Linked DNA regions of Mus musculus: region 2 is linked to region 1. A link is a contact called in public promoter capture Hi-C data. All regions are on one chromosome and are shown on one strand. Each heading gives the region's core, a stretch centred on a gene start, on an enhancer-like site or on the middle of the called end of the contact. The rest is flanking DNA. Distances are from core to core; before and after follow the strand shown.

Region 1 (4,314 bases), core at 148-2,647:
TAAAGGCATGCGCCACCACTGCCTGGCAAGAAGCAGAGTTTTTCAGAAGGCTGTAAATACCCACTTTGAGAGAGAGAGAGAGAGAGAGAGAGAGAGAGAGAGAGAGAGATCACTTCTGTCATAGAAGGGCAGCTGGTAACAGGTGCCCAAGACCAAAACAAAACAAACAAACAAACAAACGAGAAAAGAGGTCCAAGAGCAACAAAGTACAATAGCCAGACCCAACCAGATGCTGAAGGCAAGCATGCAGAAAGTAACTTCCCTTCCTTTTTTAGAACACGGAGAGGCCAGTAGCAGCCTTTGCATCATAGAGCTGCTGTGAGAAGCCAGTGAGTCAATATATAAAAGGCACACAGAGCGCTGCCTAGACTGTGGAAGCACTTACTAAAGATTTGCTGCTGGGTTTCAATGTCAGCTTGCCACAGAGAAGAATTACCGGGAGAACAATCCTGATTGCTTCAATTGATGTGGGAAGACCCTCCCTCCCCAAAGTAGGGCACCCTCTGGTAGCTGCTCAGATTTCAAAAGGGCAAGGTAGAAGGTGGGTCTTTTGCCTCTGTTCCTTGGCCTTCCCCCTTGCCTCATTGCTGGCATTAAAGGCGTGCGCCACCATGCCCGGCTTGTTTTTGTTTTTTAAGCTTTAGTATTTTTCAAGTTTCCCAAATACTTTGTGTTGGAACTTCAGAGTTGGAAAATACTGTATATGTAGCACACCACTCTTACAAACAAACAAACAATACAAGATCTGTTACTCAGTTCCTGCATTCTTTTCCCTGAATCTGGAAAGCCCAGGGGAACCTTTTTATTCTTTACATAATCTCCATCAAACGATTTAAACCCACAAGTGAGAAGACACATGGGCTTTTATTTCTTTTGGTCTCTTTTTGTTTGTTTTGCTTTTTAAGACAGAGTCTTATTACACATCCCAAGCTGTCCTGGAACTCACTTATGTAGTCAGTCTAGCCTTGAACTTGTGATCCCTCCAGCTTCAGCCTGCTAAGTGCCATATGTCACTCCCTATGCCTGGTCAGAGGCCTCTTGTTGCAGCTGCCATTAGACATGGATTCATCTTTAGATTTCTCCTACCATCTATGTCCCTTTATTATGTGACAGCCATTTCTCCTTTCATGAAGAGCTGGTAACTTACCTAATGTCTCCTTTCCCTAAAATGACCATCTCTGTGTGCTTTGAGTGGCAAGGGTTAATTTCCAGCACACCACTGGAATTATGGAAAATAATATAAACAGCACTATACTCTCCCCAGGTTGTTCTCTGACCTCTGTACTCAGCCCATGGCATATGTACCATCTTTCTCTCTCTGGTACACACGCACACTCATGTGATTTTGTGTTGTTTTCAGTGACGGCCCAGTAGATAGGTCTTAACTTCCTGCTTTTTGTGGTTCCTTAATGTGACAGCCACTCTGCAGCCTCGTCACTGGGCTGAGTACAGAGGTCAGAGAACAACCTGGGGAGTCTCGTCATGAATAGGTGCAACAGTTAGTCAGATGTTCTTACCAAAAAACAAAAAAAGGCTTTCACACAAACTCCTGGTTCTGTATCTATGTGAAATTCCCACAACCTAAACATGGGCCCTTTCTTGATATACATTCTCTTCAGCCACTGTCAATATTTGGGAATCTATTAATCCCTAGCTCAATGGGCTGTCCTTCCAACTATCGAGCAAAGCCAAGTGTAGTTCATGTATAGAGACCGTTACCTTGGCTGTGGTAAATTAGATGTCCAAAAAAGGAGTTCCCTCCTATAGGAAGCATGAGCAGAAAAGGTTACAGTGGCATCTTTAGACCAGAGGTTTCCTGATTCTCCAAAAGGAAGCCTAAGGGCAAAGCCAAGGTCAACTCTTTTTCTAGAATTCATCTGAAAGTAAGGTTTCACTTCCGATTTTTTTACTCTTTTAAAATTACTTTTCATTTGGTGTGTGTGTGTGTGTGTGTGTGTGTGTGTGTTAGTGCTTGCTTGTGCACGCAAGAGTGCATCCACATGAGTGTGCGTGTGTACCAGAGAGAGAAAGATGGTACATATGCCATGGGCTGAGTACAGAGGTCAGAGAACAACCTGGGGAGTCGGTTCCCTCCTGTCACCATGTGGGCTCTGGGACAGGAAGTACACTTAGCCTCTGAGCCATTTCCCAACTTTGTTTTGTTTGTTTTTGGTTTTTAGGGGGTTTTGTTTTGTTTTGTCTTGTTTTTCAAGACAGGATCTCTCTATTAGGTAGCCCTGGCTGTCCTGGAATTTGCTATGTAGACCAGGCTGACCTTGAACTCACAGAGATTTGCCTACCTCTGGGACTAAAGGCATTGTCTACCACAGAAAAGATAAGAAACAAATGAGTGTTTATTTACCTTTTTGCCAATTGCACATGTGCATGTATGTATATAACATAATAATTACATATATTATAACCACAACACTAACACTCAGCATGGCCCAGGAATTTGCCATGGACATAACATTGGTGATTTTTCATTTTTATGGCTAAAAGTGTCTGACTGTGTAGATCAAGCTGGCCTCGGTCTCTTCCAAGGCATTGTCTCCCACCCTGACTATTGAATAGTGCTCCTAGCACTGCGTTAAAGAGCTCCATGTTCATCAGCTCATTTAGTTACTCCCAACTATCCTGAGGTAGATACTGTCATTGTCAACTTAAGAGTGAGAAGACTGGGGAGGGTATGGGGGACTTGAAATGTAAATGACGAAAATACCTAATTTTAAAAAAAAGTGTTAACTCTACTGGGGAAAAAAAAACCTACTGTCCTTCAAGAAAGCTCTTGTTACCAACTTCACAACATCCATGGGGTTAAAAACATAATAATCAATTAATTATATTAAAATGTACATGATCCAAAAAAACCCTAAAAACCAAAAACAAACAAAACAAAGTTGGGAAATGGCTCAGAGGCTAAGTGTACTTCCTGTCCCAGAGCCCACATGGTGACAGGAGGGAACCGACTCCCCAGGTTTTGCGTCAAACAAATGTTTGTGATAATAATAATAATTTAAAAAAAGAGTGAGAAGACTGAAACACAAAGAAAGGCAGCTTGTCCAAGGTTACTCAGATCCTCTTGACCCAAAAGGCCATGCTCCTAATCAGCCAGACCCCTAAACCACTGAAGTATTGTTCTCATACACACAGATAGTGACCACAGCAATCTTGATCAATAGCTAATGAACTCTTTGTCCTTCCCCCTGAGTTTTAGCAACACACAATTTAAAAAACCCAGTGAGTGTGTAACAAGGCAGTGACCGGAGGCTGGGGATCCATTTTACCTCTCCTACTGGTCTCATGATGAAGGTCTACACAATGCTTATTCAGAGAGCAAAGGGGGACTGGGAAAAGTCTTAGATGTGAGATTCGGGAGGTGCCTTTCCATAGGAGTTATCACAGAATTACCTATCACTGTGAGAGCCAAGGTCACAGGGTAACCCAGCTCAGGGACTAGCAAGCTCAACTGAGCCGTGCAAATGGGATGCCAATGGGATGGCAACGGGAGGGGAAAGGATCCAGTTCACAGATGGCCCATGTTTCCCCAGCGCTGGGTCGCCATGGGCTCTGGGCAACCATCAAGGTCACGGTCCAAGCTCTGAATTATCAGATTGTTTACAAAGTCAGAACAAGACAGGGAAACACACAGGAAGCAAGAGATAAAAATATGCAGGGTAGAAGATAAGGAGCGGTAGCCACCAGCCAGGATGGTCTGATGCAGAAGAGGATGCTGGGAATTCGAGAAATATCCATGGGAGAACGAGGCAGGAGGATCATTAGTTTGAGGCTAGCATATTGAGACCCTAATTACAAAATAACAAGAACAAAAACAAGAAGAAAAAGAAAACAAAAATGCTAGGAGGAAAGTCAAAATTACAGACCAGACAATCACTCCTCTACAGACCGTATAAAAATCTGGCCCTTTGAAATTTTTTAGTATTTCTTACTTTTCTACTGCATGCCTGTATCCATATAATTTGTGCCAGACAGAAGCAAATAAATAAATAAATAAATAAATAAATAAATAAATAAAAAGTCTCTGAAAACCGGAACAGCAGGGAGACAGTCTCCTTAAGAAACCATGTAGAATTCTAACTGACAACAAACAAAAACCAGCAAAAAAGCCAAGAAGCCATTGGTTTCTTCTGTCTTCAGAAGTAAGAAATAAAGTCAATTGAAAACCAAACATTTCCCTGGGATTCCCTCAGAGAACTAAAGGAGAAGATCTGAGACGGGAATACAAATGCTTACAACTTACCAAGAGGAGAGGCGCTGGAGCCAAGAACCGGTGTAGCTCTCACCTGGAAGGTG
Region 2 (4,136 bases), core at 967-3,466, 33 kb after region 1:
CTGTTGTTGATGGGGCATGGTATTATCACACTCAAAGTCTTATCCTTGCTACCTAACCTCCAACCTTTTAAACTCACTACCACATGACAAGGCTTCTGGTTTAAAAAGTCCCCACTGATGAGCCCATTCCAATTGAGACTCTCCTCGGGGACTACAAAAATCCTAGCCTGTCTTTGGCAACAACCTCTTAGTAAGAAAATTTCTGCCTAGAGTCTTCTGAAGGGCCCCATCCTTCCCCTTTCACTCTCTATCGATTCTGAAACTTGTTGGCTCTCCTTGCCCAAATCTAGGGCAAGGGGAATGAAAGCTAAGACAAAGCTAGACATAAGCCTAAGCTAAGTGCACTGTGACTGTGATGTAGAAGAGCCAGTTCTTGGCAGGAAACTCTTATGAGGATTTCTCCCTGCTTCTGAACCATTTCTCCTTAATGGTACAAACATTCCTCAACCTGTATTCTGTCCTCTATCTCCCAGAACACAAGCTTGTGTGTCCCATACCCTGTGGCATCCCTTTAAGGAGAAATGAACTGGCTATTTCATGGCTACTTAAATTCTACCCAAATATGTTCCTGTCCCATCAGATTCGTTTAAACCGGTTGTTTTCAACCAGGAAAAATGTTAACACCTTCTCCAAGCTCTGGGCATATTTAGCCACATCTGGAGATGTTCTTTTCCTTACACTGATGGGGTGCTGGCCAGTCAAAGCCAGAGAGGCTGCAGAGCTTCCTATAACACACAGAACAGCCTCCTCCAAAAGATATTATCTAGCCCATAGTGTCAATCAGGACTGAGACTGAGAAACTGATTTCAATCAGGTTATGCTCATCAGTCAAAGTCTAGCAGTCACTGAAAAGGTTCCAGCCTGATTCTGAATGTCATCCCTTCAAATGGCCCATAGATCTTTGACCTCAGAAACTGCCAGCTTCTTGTAGATTCACCTACCCACTGAACCGCCTTGCTCCAAACCAACCAGACACAGCCTGAGCCATACTGATCTAAGCTGCACTCCCAACCCATATCTTTCTCTAATCTTCTCATGCAAGAAACTTAATTTTTTTCCAATTCTTTAATTTCAAAGTCTGTATAATCTGACTCCCCATTGCCTACTGGGGTCATAAAGAAAAATAACCCTTTAGAACTTAATCTTGAGTGTGTCACCAATCAACTAGAAATGGGGATTTAGTTTGGGAGGTACTTATATAACTGAATTTCTCTGAACATCAATATCCTTTTTGGGATAATAATAATAGTGATGACAATAATGTAATAATAATAATAATAGTCAGCAAAGTCTTTGCTGGCTCTAGAAGCCTGAAAATAGATTCTCTCACTTCACTGTTGACATCTGGTCTAGCCTTTGTGTGTAGCTTGTCTAGGACCTTTCTGGCTCACTCGCTCTCCCTCCACCCTCCTTACTGCATCCTCACCCCTTCCCCAGCTTCTGGTGTCTGAGTAGGGCAGGTGTACTTTACCCACGCAGCTTACCTACTTCATGGAGGAAGTTCTTTCTGGGAACGCACTTTTCTATTGTGATGTGTGACAGGCTATCTTTTCAAAACACTTTTCACTCTTCCACCCTAAAATGGAAGTTAAATTGTTAAGAGATTCATAGTTTGTTTGACCTAACCAGTGTTTTGGGAGGTAATACCAATGAAATGAATTTGAGAAATTTTTCGTTTTCTGAGAACTGGCTTAAGGTAGAATTGGCCAAATTCGAGGATTCTTATAAAAGTTTAGACATACACACACACTCATACAAGCAAGCACTCGTGTTCACATATATTCAGAGATGACAGAAGGCAGTGGGTTGTGGGAGGTAAAATGCTAAAAAAGGAAGTCAAATCTTCAGGAAAGTTCCCTAAATGTTAACCATAATGTTTGTGTTTGGGGATAGACACGTAGAAACCAGCAACGGAGCTGAGAATCCTTCCTATTCAGGATGTCTTCGAATAAAAAGTAGCTCTCACGGACCCTGGAACGTGCAGCCGAAAGGTGCCTGAGGCTCTGGTCACATAATCATGGATCCAGTTCTCTTAGGCCCAAAGACTGTCTTAATTAGACCATGGAGGAACAAGGCAGCTGCTGCCTCCTGCCGGTTCAAGCAGGAAGCCCTGGGAGAGGAAACCGGTGCCAGAGCCCTAGCCACAGGGGCCAGCCTGGCTTTTGTGACCTCACAGGAGGTATGGGTGACTCTTGTCTGTGGGACCTTGCTGTGGTCAAAGATCAGAGACATACCCACAGGGGAGACTGCCTACCTAGGGAGGGAGCCAGGAAATTCACAGCTCCATGTAGCTCCACGGTGTTACTCTAGAAGGATCACCATGAAGAAGGTCAAAAAGAAAAAGTCTGATTCCAGGCGCCGCAGGAATTCCATTTCACCGCAGACTAGCTCCGATTCCTCACAGCAGCCCAGCTCAGAAACCCCGCCGTCATGTCCAGAGCCCGCCTCGCCACCATCTAAGCCACAGCCTTGCCAGGAGTCCACCACACCACACCAAGTTAACCCTGAGCCTAAACCGCAACAGCATACACCACAGCCTCTCCCGCCTCCAGAGAAACCTGCCTCATCTCCGTTCCTGGTACCCATGGAACCTAAACCAATTCTTCCAAGCAGGAAAGCAGGTGGGCGGACTTCCTGCTTTAAGGCAGTTCTAGCCTTCTTGCTGATAGAGTCCCAGAGCTACCAGAGGTGGGCTCCAGTCTGGTGGTGGTGGTGTATAGTCAGCATGCTGCCCGGGGCTAAGTTTATAAGCTGTGGAGGGGATGATTTTTTTCCCCCTTAGGTTTTTCAAGACAGGGTTTCTCTGTGTAGCCCTAGCTGCCCTGGAAATCACTTTGTAGACCAGGCTGGCCTCGAACTCAGAAATCCGCCTGCCTCTGTCTTCCAAGTCCTGGGATTAAAGGCATGTGCCACCACGCCCGGCCAAGAGGATGATTTTTATGAGAGAGTAGAATCCCTAGGCTATGTCCTTCTGTAGCATCTCAGGTCTCGCTGCAAACAGCCATGGATACATACTAACATTTACGGCTCCATGGGGGGAGACCCTCTCATTAGGAGTCAGTTAGTATCCATTCAGAAATTAAAAGCAAATATAGACTAAAAGAAAGGAAGCAGTGATATGCCTTCTGGCTACCTTTTATTGGTTATTCGAGAGGCCAGACCACTCCAAAGAAGATAGTACAGGGTGATGGAGGTAGATGACTATGGTACAGCCTTTGAGAGAATTGGGGGTTTCTGTTTGTCAGATGGAAGATAGGAGTTTTGTTTTGTCTTTCCATGTTACCCTAAGAGATCTGACCTTGGACTACAGAGAGGATGGCTAGATCAAAATATAGGACTCCTGACTAACTCCTAACTTCAGATAAGCCACAAATAATGTTATAATCCTTAGTATCTGTTCCAAATAGGCATCCTATATTTCTGCTTGTCATCCCTTCCCACAGAAGATACTAGAAAAGGGTCTGCGCAATGTATAAAGCAAACCAAAAATGTAAAAACAGTATTTTGTAGCCATCATTTTAATTTAGTTTAGCTCTGCCTAATATTAAATGGCTGGCCAGCTGTCAAAAAGAAGTCTCCATCTTCTTGGATAGCCAATGAGAGACAAAACTTTGGACAGTATCAAGGGGACTCAAGTGGAGTTGGAAAGCTGGGATGCTCCAGACCACTGAGGATAATGAAGATAGACAAGTGACCATTGACTGTTCCTTCCATGCCTAGTACTTCATTCATCCATTTCCGTCCATCTTATCTGACGATACTGTAGGGAGGAAATATTCCTTTGTCCTCTGGAGCAGCCCTTGGTATGGTTGAAAGGGAAACTTGAGTCTATTCTGATTCCAGATTCCCTACCCTTGACCACAACTGACCTTCCAATACCAAGAGGCCAGCAGGTCCTCCAGAGAGAAGGAGGAGGAGGAAGAGGGGATCTTTCTCTGACCTTTCCTTGAACCATGACCAAAGTACTCTATGTCCTTGAGCAACTCACACTCTGGGCCACAGCAATCCTAAAACAGTCTGAGCAGAGAACGAACACAAACCATGAGAGAACCAGAGCTCTCAAGCCAAGGAATTGCCAGGACAACGGTGACTCTGTGACTGGTGTCTGTGTGCAACATGAGCTTCAACCATGTAGA

What was found. Promoter capture Hi-C pulls out the DNA fragments that hold promoters and counts their contacts.
Region 2: a contact with region 1 is called in a promoter capture Hi-C map of the HPC-7 cell line, with 2.5 times the contacts expected there. The contact joins the promoter of Spata3 here to the enhancer-like site in region 1. A contact is called at or near these places in 13 of 39 promoter capture datasets (the 3T3-L1 cell line, 3T3-L1-derived adipocytes, the HPC-7 cell line and 9 more), 1 of 15 datasets of contacts at CTCF or cohesin (CD8 T cells), 5 of 484 Hi-C or Micro-C datasets (B cells, bone marrow-derived dendritic cells, cortical neurons and 2 more), 7 of 115 datasets of contacts at active chromatin or transcription factors (CD8 T cells, the HPC-7 cell line, bone marrow-derived dendritic cells and 4 more) and 2 of 9 other capture datasets (adipose tissue and liver).

Annotation. Positions count from the first base shown.
Region 1 is chr1:85,987,139-85,991,452 of GRCm38.p6, forward strand. It overlaps a transcript of Gpr55 not described here. Among named protein-coding and RNA genes, the nearest start is that of Gpr55, 28 kb to the left of the region's middle. Within about 2 kb of position 1,398, at least 32 of the 459 cell types and tissues checked have an H3K27ac peak or open chromatin away from gene starts, as enhancers often do. A contact at or near this core is called in the HPC-7 cell line, bone marrow-derived dendritic cells, hematopoietic stem and progenitor cells and 2 more, where this site is marked.
Region 2 is chr1:86,019,729-86,023,864 of GRCm38.p6, forward strand. Spata3 (spermatogenesis associated 3) reads left to right here and starts at 2,217. Exons shown (of 4, transcript NM_001122732.2): 1 at 2,217-2,621. The coding sequence starts at 2,321.